Linked DNA regions of Sus scrofa: region 1 is linked to region 2. The links are chromatin contacts, called in public HiChIP or PLAC-seq maps. All regions are on one chromosome and are shown on one strand. The core of a region is the stretch at or near the end of the contact, and the rest is flanking DNA. Distances in the headings are between cores, read along the strand shown.

Evidence for each region. HiChIP or PLAC-seq counts read pairs in DNA pulled down with a chosen protein or histone mark.
Region 1: a contact with region 2 is called in an H3K27ac HiChIP or PLAC-seq map of alveolar macrophages. The contact joins two enhancer-like sites. A contact is called at or near these places in 2 of 2 datasets of contacts at active chromatin or transcription factors (alveolar macrophages and skeletal muscle).

What each region holds. Positions count from the first base shown.
Region 1 is chr10:53,743,904-53,750,496 of Sscrofa11.1, forward strand. All of the region lies in intron 3 of NEBL (nebulette), which reads left to right. Among named protein-coding and RNA genes, the nearest start is that of C10H10orf113, 99 kb to the left of the region's middle. Within about 2 kb of position 3,203, at least 41 of the 83 cell types and tissues checked have an H3K27ac peak or open chromatin away from gene starts, as enhancers often do. A contact at or near this core is called in alveolar macrophages and skeletal muscle, where this site is marked.
Region 2 is chr10:53,318,061-53,324,598 of Sscrofa11.1, forward strand. No RefSeq gene overlaps it. Among named protein-coding and RNA genes, the nearest start is that of MLLT10, 6.0 kb to the left of the region's middle. Within about 2 kb of position 5,246, at least 76 of the 83 cell types and tissues checked have an H3K27ac peak or open chromatin away from gene starts, as enhancers often do. A contact at or near this core is called in alveolar macrophages and skeletal muscle, where this site is marked.

The DNA.
Region 1 (6,593 bases), core at 1,953-4,452, 420 kb after region 2:
GGTGTGTAAAATGGAGAGCTTAGGTGCTGCTCTCACAGTAATAAGAAAACAAGAATCTGGAGTAAGATCTTGACATTCCTTCTTTTGTTCCATTAAATGACCTGTTGCCTCATTCTCCAGCTTTTTCTCAGAAATGCTGTGACCTCTAGAGAGGATGTTACTGAAAGGATTTTAGAGAAAAAAGAAGCGTGAGGTGCTTCCTGCAGCTCAGTGTCTCTCAAAATTGTGGTTTCCTGCGTCACAGTTATTTGGTGAAAGTGTTGAAAATGCTCATTGGGGGCCTGGCCCCAGACCCACTAAGAGGGAGACCTAGAAACTGCATGACTAGTAAGCGCCCCTGTAATTCTTCTGCACGTTGATATTTGAGAGCCAGTTCCGTCAAATTTTGCTTCAAATGAGGAGCCCTCCTGGCTACGTTTCCCAGAATTTTCCCAAGATTTTTCCATATCCTTGAACTCCTCCTATTGCACATGGTTGTGGAAAGCTTAGATCTTTTGCCCCAGAGAACTTGGTCCACATGCACTGGTTTCTCACACAGCTGCTTCGCAGGATCGACCTTCGTCTGTCAGGCGAGATGCTTGCCGTCGTGTGCTGATGCCAGGCTTCTGAAAGTTCATGCCATTGCTCAGGATCCAAGGGAATATACAGAGGAGAAGGGATGCGTTAATTCAATTAAATGTTTAATTCAATGTTAAATTAGGTTTTCACTCAGCAGACAGTCACACAAATTTTTTTCTAATATAAAATAGCTTTTTATTTTTTTTTTTTTTTTTGCTTTTTTTCACTGGTGATGCCTGCATTTTAGAGGAGATTTTGTGAAGAGGAGCTTTTTCAGACAACATTGTCACCGCCAAACATACACAATTGAATTCTGAATGTAAAGAAACCAAGGTAGGTCAGGAAAAGGCTAGAATGGCTTGAAAAAAACCACCAATCTGATGGTCAAAGTCAAATGTCTTTAATATATCAGAGTCAGTATATACATACACATTCGAGAGAATTTCAGGTTACAGTGCCTTTTGTTGTTTGTAGCAACAGGAGTGAAACCAGAATTCGCACATATGATATGCATTTTTTTTTGTTTTTTGTTTTTTTGGAATTCTTGATTCTTTGGCCTACTTCTGGCTTATTTATAGATATTCATAATAGAATCAAGAACTGAAAGCGTTTGTCACATACCTAAGGTTTATCACCTTACACGGATTCTTCCTCAGTCCTTTTATCTAAAATGTCAAAGTAGCTGAAGCAAAGGGGACGTCGTATGCAAAGCAGACCTGAGCGACCCTTTTCCTACCTTCCTCATGTGATTGTACCTGTGTAGACAGTGACCTCAGTGCTCTTGTGATTAGAAAGGCCCTGTCTGAGAACCTTTTATCTCCACAGCAGGATGTATGCTGCCCGAGTCGATGCTGGAAACCCATGACTTCCCTCCTCAATCGATAATCATTGATTGAGTGGAGTTGGATTCAGAGCTCTGTCTCAGATACCGCGAGGGTAGAGTCATAGTTTCTGTCTTTGAAGCCTAATCGCATTCAGAAAGGAGTTCAGATGTGCCTGCTATGACATGGTTCCGTAACAAAAGCTTCTTTCAGCAACCCCCTGGGAAGCCAACCTAAGGAACTGACTGAAACTTTAAAGAAGTGGTGGGGAGGAGCTGGAGAGCAGGCACGTGGGAGGGCAGAGGGACAGGTGAACAGGAGCACGACGTGACGAAGGCGTGGGCTTCACCCCCAAAGCTGTCTCCGGCCGCAAGGGTGTGGGCCGTCAGTCAGGAGGAGAGTCTGTGCTCCGGAGGGTGAAGCTCTGGAAAGTAGTGATGAGGTCCCCAGTCAGGGGCGTGAACAAGCAGTTGAAAACTCATGGTCTAGGGACTTTATGAAATGCAAAGCTTGGAGAAATTAAAGACGTCCAGTGTGAGGAAGTGAAGAGGCTGGATCAGAATGGTGGCTGTGAAAAGAGGGAAGTAAAACTTAGAGTCACTTTGGGAGACCATTCGACTCTAGGGATAAGCTGGAAACATAATAAAGCCATAGAGTGAAAATATCTGTGCAGGTATTATCCTCGTCGAGGTGGGTTCGATCTGAGACATTTTAAATTAGAGAAGAAACTCTGACTAGTGGTGGGAAACAAACCTGATTAATCACCTTTTAAATCGTCTGTGGATTTATGATTTTAGAAGTTCATTTGTATAATAAAATACAAATATCATTGAAGAGATCTTTGACGTGGTATATATTCTACAGTTAGGATAATTTTGTAGGCTTTCATTTAGTAGGTGGTAAATAAAAGCTGGATGACTAAATTCTGGTGTTTATCTTGCCCAGTAATCTTCAGTTCTATAAGATTTTTTTTTTTTCCTGGCTAACACACAAAGCTCTGCTATAATTGTTTGGGAATAATTTTTTGTGACGCATGTTAGTAAGACTATTGTCAATTGCCATTTAAAGGAACAATGTTTCATCAACATAAAAAAAAATCTCCTTCCCACATCAGGAATATTTTCCTCTTGTTTAAAAAGTACCTACTTCTTTTTAGAAGTTGGCATTTACACTGAGCTAGTACTGCTTTTCTTCTGGAAAAGAAAAAAAAAATACACATAGAAAAACCCAACTAACCAAACAAATCACCTTGATTACTACCTACAGAGAAAAAGAGCTGCCTTTATTTTTCTCTTTTGTGCATGTTTTTAGATCAATCCATGTCTGAGAAATAGTTGTTAGGCAACTGTTTAGATATAGAGCCTGGGTACATCCAATTGCTAACTAACAGAGCAGGGAAACCGGTCCATGTTTTCTATTGGGAAACAAAGCCTATGACTATTAAAAAGAAAAAAAAAAAAAAAAAAAAAAAAGGCAGTGTTGAAAGAGTGTGTTCATTTGCCAAGGACCTTGAAGCTTCTCCAGTCTTCTGTCATGTGGGGTGCTGTTGGTCACTTCCTGATTACTGACAGTGGTGTTATTTTCCTGGGTTTTTGTTTCCCTGGAGTATCTCTGAGAAGACCGTATATTACACTGCAGATCATTTACTCTGGTAGACCATGAATTATGTCCCCCTCAGGACTTGGAAAAACTTTGGGAAGAACAATCCGTGGGCTGTGTTTCACTCTGCCGCTTCCTGGGCTCGCCCTGCTACACCGGCTCTGAGCACGTTCCCTGGAACGGGTGTGACTCGGGCGCCTGCTCGGCTCCGTTCGCGCCAGTCTTTCCTCGTGCCAAGTCCCTCTCCTCCCCCTGGAATGTGGCAGCCAGGCCGTGTCAGCTTTGGGGCAGCTGGCCGGCCCTGGTCGGGTAGGGGCTGGTGTCCAGCTCTGGCTTCACACTCGCTTTCTCCTGACAGCCGTCACCGCTCTGCCATCGTGCCTGTGACTCTCTGGAGGGCAAGTGGGACCTGTCCTTGCGGGCTCGCCACCTCTCGCCTGTGCTTCCTGTGCTTGTCCTCTGCCCTTGGCTCCCGACATGGACACGCAGGACTGTCTGACCACTGCCTTCCTCTCCCCTTCGTTGCACCCGCTTTCCCTTTGGTGGATCAGCTTCCTTCCAGGTCTTTGTCCGTCTCCTAAGGGGCCGAGCATCCAGAAAGCCTGGTGTCCCTGTGAAGCTGTTCCTTCCTTAGATCCATTCTGGGATATGACTTTCTTATTTCAAGAGCCTTTTTTTTTTTCTGCCTGCCGTAAGTATTTGACCTTTCCATCTCCACATATTCAGAGTTTAGATGAAAACAGATTCTAGAGCCACTTGATCTTTTTCTGCAGATATTTCACTCCCTCCTTTGCAAATGCTGATCTCTGGGTCACTTGTGTCCTTAGAAATGGCTTCTGCCTCTTCAGAGACCTGAGGTTGGCAGGAGGTCAGCGTCCTGCAACTCTTTGTAGACAGGGATGGCGATAGGCTTTGGCCAGAAAAAAAAATCGCTTTTGATGGAGGATGTGAGTAAAACCAGAATTTTCTATAGTGCAGCATCCAGCACTAAGTCAAACCACCTGCTTCAGTTGTAGCTCTGGGCCCCCTGTGTGGCCGCTCACAAGGGTCACGCTAGGGCTAAACCAACACTTCACAGCAGAATGATCGTAAATCTGTCATGGTGGCCACAGCACTCTTCGGTCCCCTCTGCCTAGTGGCCAGAGTCCCTTCTGGGTTAGAGATTCACCAATGGCAAGGATGGGGACGGCTGACATCGAAAATGTAACAATTCATGGCTGCAGTTAGAGCTTAATTTCCTTAAACCTTTCATCAGGGAAGGAAGCACTTTATAGTAAATGGCTGTATTGCCTGAAATCATCTGCCCGTGGAGTCTGCATTCTATTCCTTAGTCATTATGGTTTGCATCACATGATCTTTTCTCAAACATCAGCCTGGTGAACCAACGATGAAATTGCATTTCTTTGAATTAGAGTACGGATTATTATGGGAGAAAAAAGACATCGAAGGGGAAACGTTCATGTTTATGTTTGAATAAATGTGAAAGCTTAATGGCCTCAGAGGCAGTTAAAGTCGAGGTTGTAAGAGAACACGGGACGTGGGTACCTCATTGCTTTAGATGTGTCTCTGAATGAGTGCAGGCAACACACTCGCACTTTTCAAATCCCAGGTGTATAAATCCTGGACATATAATCGTTTGGTGTGTATTTATTGTGGAGGTTGGAAAACACAGCATCACTGATAGTTCTTATTTTTATCTCAAGGCTCTAACACACACGAGGCAATTGATCAATGACAGTTGAAATAAACTGGAAAAGTCTTTGCTCAGAGAGGGCCCCTGCTTTTTCTTGCTCCAACACACCTGGGTTCCTACATGGCTTTTGTATGGCTAAGAGACAGTTTTACACCTTTTTTTTTTTTTAGGGTCGCACCCAAGGCACATGGAGGTTCCCAGGCTAGGGGTTGAGTCGGAGCTGTAGCTGCTGGCCTACACCACACTGTAGCAACACCAGATCTGAGCTGTGTCTGTGACTTACCCCATAGCTCATGGCAATGCCAGATCCTTAACCCACCAAGCAAGGCCAGGGATTGAACCTGCGTTCTCATGGATACTAGTCAGATTCATCTCCTCTGCGCCACAACGAGAACTCCAAGGGAAGTTTCAGGATTGGGACCATTTTGGCGCTGCAGGTGGCAATGAACAGTTACAACAACAGCATGAGAAAGAGAGTCACTGATAGCTTGGGCTTGTTTATTCAGCTCTGACCCCAGGCCTTGCCTGACCTGAATATCCAGCTTGATCAGTGGTTGCAGGTAGCCAGCCTGGCCTTGCTGTCAGCTTCTGGACGCTGTTGTGAGTGTGACCCAGGTCCATCCTTGTCATTCTGCCATCTCACCTCAGCTGCCATCCTCCTTATGTGTATACTGGACAGATAAGAGTCACTTCATGAAAAATGAAGTGATCGAATTAAGTGACTTAATTAGGGCTAGTTATGGAATTGGGCTTTTCTAGGGTATCCGAGTTGACATGTTGCAGAGTGCTAGAAGCAAAGCCAGTTGGATTTGGAATGTAATCTGCAGAGAGATGGTATTATTGCTGTGTGCTTTATTATAATTTCTATTTTTCCTCACAGCCATCTGCTGTGTTATATATTTGTTTATTCTGATGTCAAGTATGAGACCTAGATAGAGCATTTTTATTACGCTACCGTTCCTCCTGCCTCTTCTAGCTGCACAGTTCTTGTAGCAGTCAGAGCCTGGGTTTCCAAATGCCCATATTGTCAGAGCTCCAGCAAGGATGGAAATCTTGCCTTTGTTTTCCCCGTAGATTCTAGATGAGTGAATGAGCGAGTGACTGGAGACAACATGAGATACTTGTGGGGGTGTACGGTGAGCCGGTCCCTGTGCCGAGGGCTTTTTGTAAGGTCTCGTTCAGGCTTCACAGTAGCTTCCTGAGGTCAGCAGGCCCATTCTCATTTTGCAGATGAGGAAGCTGTGGCTCAGAGAGCTCTCATAGGCGACCTGGGGTCACCCAGCAAGCGCGGACCCTTGCCAGCAGGTGGCCCCAGGACCCTCTGACCCTAAAGCCTGGGTTGTTATTTACCAGGCCAGGCCAGCTCTGTGCCGTTGTTATTATGAAGGACATCTTCGTGAGTTCGATACCGTATTATAGCAGTGCCGAGACACTTTCGGTCTGACATTCTCCAAGTTCTCTGCATGGGATAACATTTTTATATTTGGATTTTTAAAATCGTCATTTCTGGTAAATGTCTTATTCTTTTGTTTCATTTGTTTTTGTGGTTCTTTGACACTCAGTTTGGTTTATATCATTCCTAGAGCTTTTAAATACTTGTAATTGTTTGAATTATGTAATAACGTTTTGTTTACGTGTCAGTGATTTTAGCCGGTTTGGTTATTATGCGAACTGTGCTGATGATATTTCTTTGCTTTATCCATTGTAATTTATGTTGAGTAAATGTCCTCATGGTTTTTGAGCTAAACTGATTTTTCAGTTCTAATTCTAAATAGGCTCAGACCCCATATATACACGCTACTACTGATTGGAGTATGGCCATTTAATTTACTCTAAAACCAATAAAAGAAGGATAAATGATTCACATTTCAAAACCATGTTTTAAACTAGGTCTGATCATAGGAAATACTGAGTTGCATTAG
Region 2 (6,538 bases), core at 3,996-6,495:
AATATCCCAATTCTCATACCTCAGAATGGATAAAACATAATTAGACTGCCAGACCTGTTAAAATTCAAGTTGTTTTAAAAAATACATTGTAATATAAAAAAAAAAAGTTCATGGGATTTATAGAAGAGCTTCATAGACTAGTACAATTTCAAACCTTAAAATAATGTTATCGTTTAAATCTGATTCCACATTCTCAAAACATCCTTTGAGAAAGTACACCTAGTACCTGTAGAACAAAGCAAAAGCCTATATGGTCCCGTGTACTTCTTCGTGTAACACCACCTAATTCAATAGTGGCTCATCTATTTCTCAGAACTAATCATCTGAGGCAAACCACAAAAAAACTCAAGTAAAGTATTTTATGATGTAACCTCTAACCCTACTATAATGGGAAACTATATTTTTTTCTCTATGGGTAATATATCTTCTTATAATTTTCTTTATTCCTCAACCTAGACACCAAATTTTTGGATTTGCTTTTCCATAATCATTTATATTAGCAGATACTTAAGAATAAAATACTTAAAACCAAATTTGGTTCCTACGTTAGAATTGATTATATTCATCTCCCTTTGACGGTTTTATTTGCCTTCTGTTTGTGCATATAACATTTACTCTGTTACATCCATTGTTGAAATATATTTCTATAAAGAAGCATAGGAATTGAGGTATATTTCTATGTTAAGACCAGTGCACTTTCCTTAACTCAGATTCTTAACTTCCATTAAGTATTTAAAATTCTGTATTGACTCTGATACTAAGGTTTTTAAACAAAAGCAAATTATTAGAACTCTAAACCTCATCAGAAACTATAATTTTCTTTCTAAATAAATTGGCTTGAAAAAGCAATATGGCAATTTCTTATAATCTATACAAACTTTAAGACCTACCCTCTTTTACATAAAGCAATCTCTGAACAAAATTTTGTTTTGCTCATGAGTTTCCCATGGTTTCTTTCCTTTTACATGAAAAGTTTGTTATGAGCCATATATTTATGCTAATATGATTAGAATATTGAAGCATTTCTGAAACTAGTTTTGTTATTTATCTCACAGTAAGTGAATATTGTGTCTTTATAGGTACAGATTCACACATAGCACCTATATCATGAAGTACTATTAGAAATTTCATTAAACAGTATTCATTGCAATTATGTTTTCAATTGATGTTCCATTAATGGCTTTTGGAAAATTCCATTTAATGAAGCATATTAATCTTACTAGGTGATTTTTTTTTTACTCACTACCACCTAGCAAGTGTCTTACACATAGTAGGCCCACAATAAATATTGGTTTAATGTGCAGTGTTGATGTTTAAAAGCTAATTGCAGTCTGAGCTTTATTCTTCAGAGTAAAGCAAGGCTTTATTTTGTATGCACAACTGAACTAATTTCAAAGTAATGATTAAGAAATTTTCAGATAAATTGGATTCTTTAAAGATTTTCAATAGTTGAAATTAATATAGCTAAAGAGTATACTATACTGGGTACTTGAGAATTGTCTGTACTTAAATAGCCCTCAAATGTTAACCACCTTTCCATGTAAAAGTCATCATTTCTTACAAAATAGACTCTAACTTAGAATCAATCATAATAAATATTATTGTTAGACACACTGAATTGTTAAAAAGTTTAGTTAGGTAATTCTGAAATTTAAATTGTATGTAATCTAAATTTAAAAATTTTTTTAAGAATCAAGGCCTAATATTTACTCTAAAGGGTTTAGTTTGGTTAATCTTGCGTTTGCCTTCATAGCTACTTCATTTGCTATAAAATTGATATACACTGGCTGTATTTACATTTTGGGGAAAAGCACCACTTAATTACCAACAGAAAAATACCTAAAAGATGCTTTTAGATCCTCTAGGCATTACATAAACCTCAATGATGTTTCAAAATTGGACTATTTTTTTTCCATGATGCACAATACTTAAAGGTGTTACACTTTTGACTTTTCAGAGTATCATCAATATAATTGAAGGGCAGGAGTATAAGGTCCATGTTCCCATTTTTTAGCTGACACTGAAGATTTGCATTTCTGTTATAATTAAAGTGTGATTAAAGTGACATATTTAAGTGTCTGTTTATAGGATACAATAAGGTTATCTGAGTGAAAAGATTCTGGACATGGAAAAGAGGAAAATCAGTTTTTGAAATGGAAGAGGACCTTGCAAGAAATCAAACATACCTTAGATTCAAAAAAAAAGAAGAATCAGAAATTAAACTGAGTTGCTAAATACCATTAGGACCAAAGAAGATTACTTTTTAAGATTTAAATGTTTTCCTCTTTGAAAGGGGCCACTGCTGACCAAATTCAGAAACAAGCTCAAGAATATGTTAATTAACTGCATTGTGTCCCAGAAAGAATGAGATTGACAAATTCATTTTTTTATTCCTTCAATCTATAAACTGTTTGCCTAGTACATCTTGGATTTTTTGGATCTATAATGTATATATTTACCTCTTGATTGTACAGTAACAGTGCCAAGGACCACCATGGCCTCATAGGGTGAATCTTAGGAAGCTTAACATTCCTGGCGAATTAAACACACAAGCCTACGATCACTTTTTGTCAGTCCTCACTGTGGCACGTAAGAGCCAAACTGGAGGCAATTTTTATATGGTGGCAATTTACCCCAATTAAAAAAGCCATGATCTTTAATGCAGGCACAAGTGGAAAGTATAATGACAGAAAACTAAAGAAAGGTATTACAAAGGCTAACCTGGAATGTTACTTGTGCCTCTCCATCCCCACCCCCATTCATGCCCTTTTTTCCGCCCATTTGCTGTTTTTCTCACAAGTATATCATGACTTGTAACATATTTTTTAAATTTAAATGAAACCCCCCAAACGCTTGAAACACTAAAAGATGTAAAAAGATTCACCTTCTACAACCAACTACATAGCAGATAAACCTACAAAGCTATTCTAAATATTCAAAGGCTTATAAATAAAAAATGTAAATTGAATCCAAGTAGTTGGGGAGGGGGACTATGGGAGGATGAGTGTGGAAGGAATGAACAGATTGAGACTAATTTTCAACACCAATTTTTTTTCTGTTCAAACCTTTCCATAATTCCACCTCCAGTAATTCCTTATATAAGAATATCTCCCTATACTTCGAAATAACTGAATGATTTCCATGAGGAAATGCAAGTTTAGGAAGAAGATCCGCAAAATGAAAGTGTTAAAAATGCAAACCACTTCTATAGCATTTCAAATGCAAAATCACAACCACCACTACCTTTAACTCACTCTTAAGGGTTCTTTTCAAACAGATGCTATTTATGAACATCATCTGTTAACTTCTTTCTTGTAATTCAAAACTCTTGTCAAATGATGTTTTCATGATGACGCGTATATATAATATTCCATTAGAGATCAATTCTAATTGGTTTTTAAAAATCCACCTTGGGAAACAGTGCTGTATAATATACAGAGTAGTAATGGGTATTTTAGAAGGAATTTCCGCAAAGTCTATTATAAATCTAAGTCGAAATTACTCTCTTGCCCTAATAAGGTTTGGGCCAAAGGATTTGAAATTATTTCTTCATGAGTTTTCACGCACGATGACTTTGGTCTTGTCTTCAAGACTCTCGAGCACTTGTTGGAAATCTTCGTTTTTTAAAAACCGTGACGCTTGCCAGAAATATTTTTTCCACAAGCCTCACAAAGGAAAACAGGCAGAGTTTCGTAAGTGGCTTACAATTCTTTCTTTCCAAAACGTGATATAAAAGCAAATGACAAGTTTTTCCCTTTGAATTTCACTGTTATTTTGAAAATGCATTTCACGTTAAGAAACCATGCCTGTTTTTGTTAGGGGTAGCTCAAACCAGCCTTTTAAAATCAGACTCCTTGTATACAACAAAGAGCTGAATAATAACAAATAGAGACAGCGAAATGTGCTTTTCCGAACTCCTTTGAATCCCGACATTCATTTACGAATCTATACATTTAAAGAGATTTAAAATAGGTTACGATCGGCTCTAACTTTCCAGATCCAGAAAAAAATTTGCCCGCATTTGTCTCTATCTAGTCATCACTTTACAAACATCTATCTATGCTGCTTTCCCTCTTCTTTTCACGTGGAAGTCGCAGGCTTGCCCAGCTTCCTCCAATTTAGCAGCACGTTGTGAAGCCTCCTTCCTACGCGGTCTGGAGTTGGGAACCACTCGCGATCGGACACACTGATCATAAAACTTGCGGCGCCGACCAGACCCGGCCCGAGCGATGGAGTTCGGGGAGGCGGGGTGGGGGCCGAGCCCGCCCGCTGGACCCCTCCCTCGGGAAGGACGCGCTCGGCGAACAGCGGCGCGCGGGCCGAACAATGGGGGCGGCCGGGCGAACGCGGCCGGGATCCCGCTTCCTCTGTGGCGCCGGCCGCGCGCTCGGCCCCCGCCCACCACGGCCCTCCCCGCCCGCGGTTTCGCGCTAGCACTGCCCGCCGCTGCCTTCCTCCCAAGCTCCGCGGCTCGCGGCCCGGCCGGAACCGGCGCTCGCCCCGCCGCCGCCGCCGCGCGTCTCCTTCCTATCCCCGGCTGGCCTTCCTTCCTCCGGCTGCGACACCGAGGCTCTTCCTTCGGCGACTCCAGCTTTCGCTGCGGCCGCTTTCCCGCTATTTCCTTAACATATTTTCTGAATTTCTCCTTTATTTTCAGAAGTGATTGAGATGTCTCACTTCCACCTTACTTTTGATTTGCTCTTTCCCTCTGGAAAAGATTCCCCCAGGAAAGCCAAACTCTAGAAGGAAATACAGCAAATCCAGTGAAATCTTCAACTTTAAGTACATCTTGTATTCTTTTAATTTTAATGCGTTTATGTCGTCTAACCTGGCAAAAGAACTCTCCCCTCAGTTTTTATTTCCTCCTTTTAAATACTGTTATTTTCAACTTTCCATCAAATGCATTTTGACGAGGGCTGAGAATGTGTCCGGCAGCACGCAGCAAATCAGAGGTTTTATCTTACGCCTCCTGGGACGGTAAAAAAGTGGAACGCGGACGAGGGAGCTTCTAGGGAGGAAAAGCAACACAACTCGCTGAAGACGAAGCCGGGCCAGGCGGGGGGAGGCGCAGCGGGGGTGTCGAGGGCCCTCGGGCTCCGGGCAGGGGAGCTGGTCTGGGGAAGAGAGGAGGTTTTAAATAGCGGGGGCCGGGAGGGCGGTGGGCCCGCGCATGACAGTACTTTATGAGAAAGGATGGGGCAGCGGATGAGATTACTTTGCCTTCTCATCCCCCAAGAAAAAACTAAAGTTGGAGGGAGGCGGAGAGAACAGCCATCATTATTTCCTCCCCACGTTTCCGCGGAAGGGCCGGGGCTGCTGCGGGCAAGGAGAGGGCGCGGGTCGAGGCGGACCAATAGCAGTCAACAGGTCCAGGCCGCGGCCGGGCAACGGGGCCGGGCCGCCCGGCACCCCCCCCCCTCGTCTCCCCTTTCCCCCCTTTCCCCTCCCCTCCCCCGCAGGCCCGGCCCGGCAGGGGAGGCCGGCTCTGCACTCCCCGCCCCACTCGCCCCGACTGCGGCCTCCTCGGCCGGGACTCTCGGGGTGGGGGTGGGGCGGGGGTTCCCTGCCGGAGAATCCTCCCCCGGGGCTGGCGGCAGGGGGAGGGGATGGAAATCGGGGAATGGAGGATTAAGAAGGACTCGAGCTCGGCACGAGCGCGGCCCGCGCGAGGGATCCTGGGTAAAAAGTGGCCGCGCGGCACTGGGAGAGCGCGGAGAGGAGCCGGGGTCAGAGGTCAGGGCCCTGGAGCCCTGCGTGCGGAGCCCCCCACGTGAACGCTGCGAGCTGGAGGAACCTTTTTGTTTTCCACCGCGCCAGCATGCTCCCCTATTGACCGAGCTGCTTTTCCCGGGCCGCTGGAGAGAGAAGCTCCATCCCGGATCTCCAACCCCACCCCCCTTCCACCGCCAACACACAACCCAACTCTACCCTTCCTCTCAACTCACTTCCCAGCCCCCCGTACCGGGCTTGCAATAACGCAGTAAATTTGCTTTAACAACAAGTGGGGGTGGTTGCATTTACTCCTCCCTCTCCTCTCTCCTCCCCCTCCTCTAGCTGCGGCTCTTGACACTACTACAAACCAGGACTATAAACATAAACATGTGTCACTGTAACTGGGCAGGTAATATACGGATTTGGGAGTGGGGTGGAGGGGGGGCTTGGTCGCCGCTTGGGGGGCAGTTAAAATGTGTTTCACGTGCTCGCCGGCTTTGGGGGCTCCCCCACACACACCGATCCATTTATATAATGCCGATGGCACTCGGTCACTTACTCATTCAGCCACACAGACCCACAAAGGCGGACTTGCCGATAACCACCGTACCCAAAAGCAAATACATTTAAATACGCCTCTCCTTTCCCAGCCACCACTGCCATTTCTTCTTTTAGCAAGCAGTAGCGTCAATACTTGAATCCCCTTTCCTTTTAAAAAATTCTAGTCCACATTTAGCAATAGAGAACATTTTTCGAACTAAACAGGACGCCGCTCTCTTCCCATAGACAGTAACCTACACATTTTGTGCACAGAAATCCTTTCAAA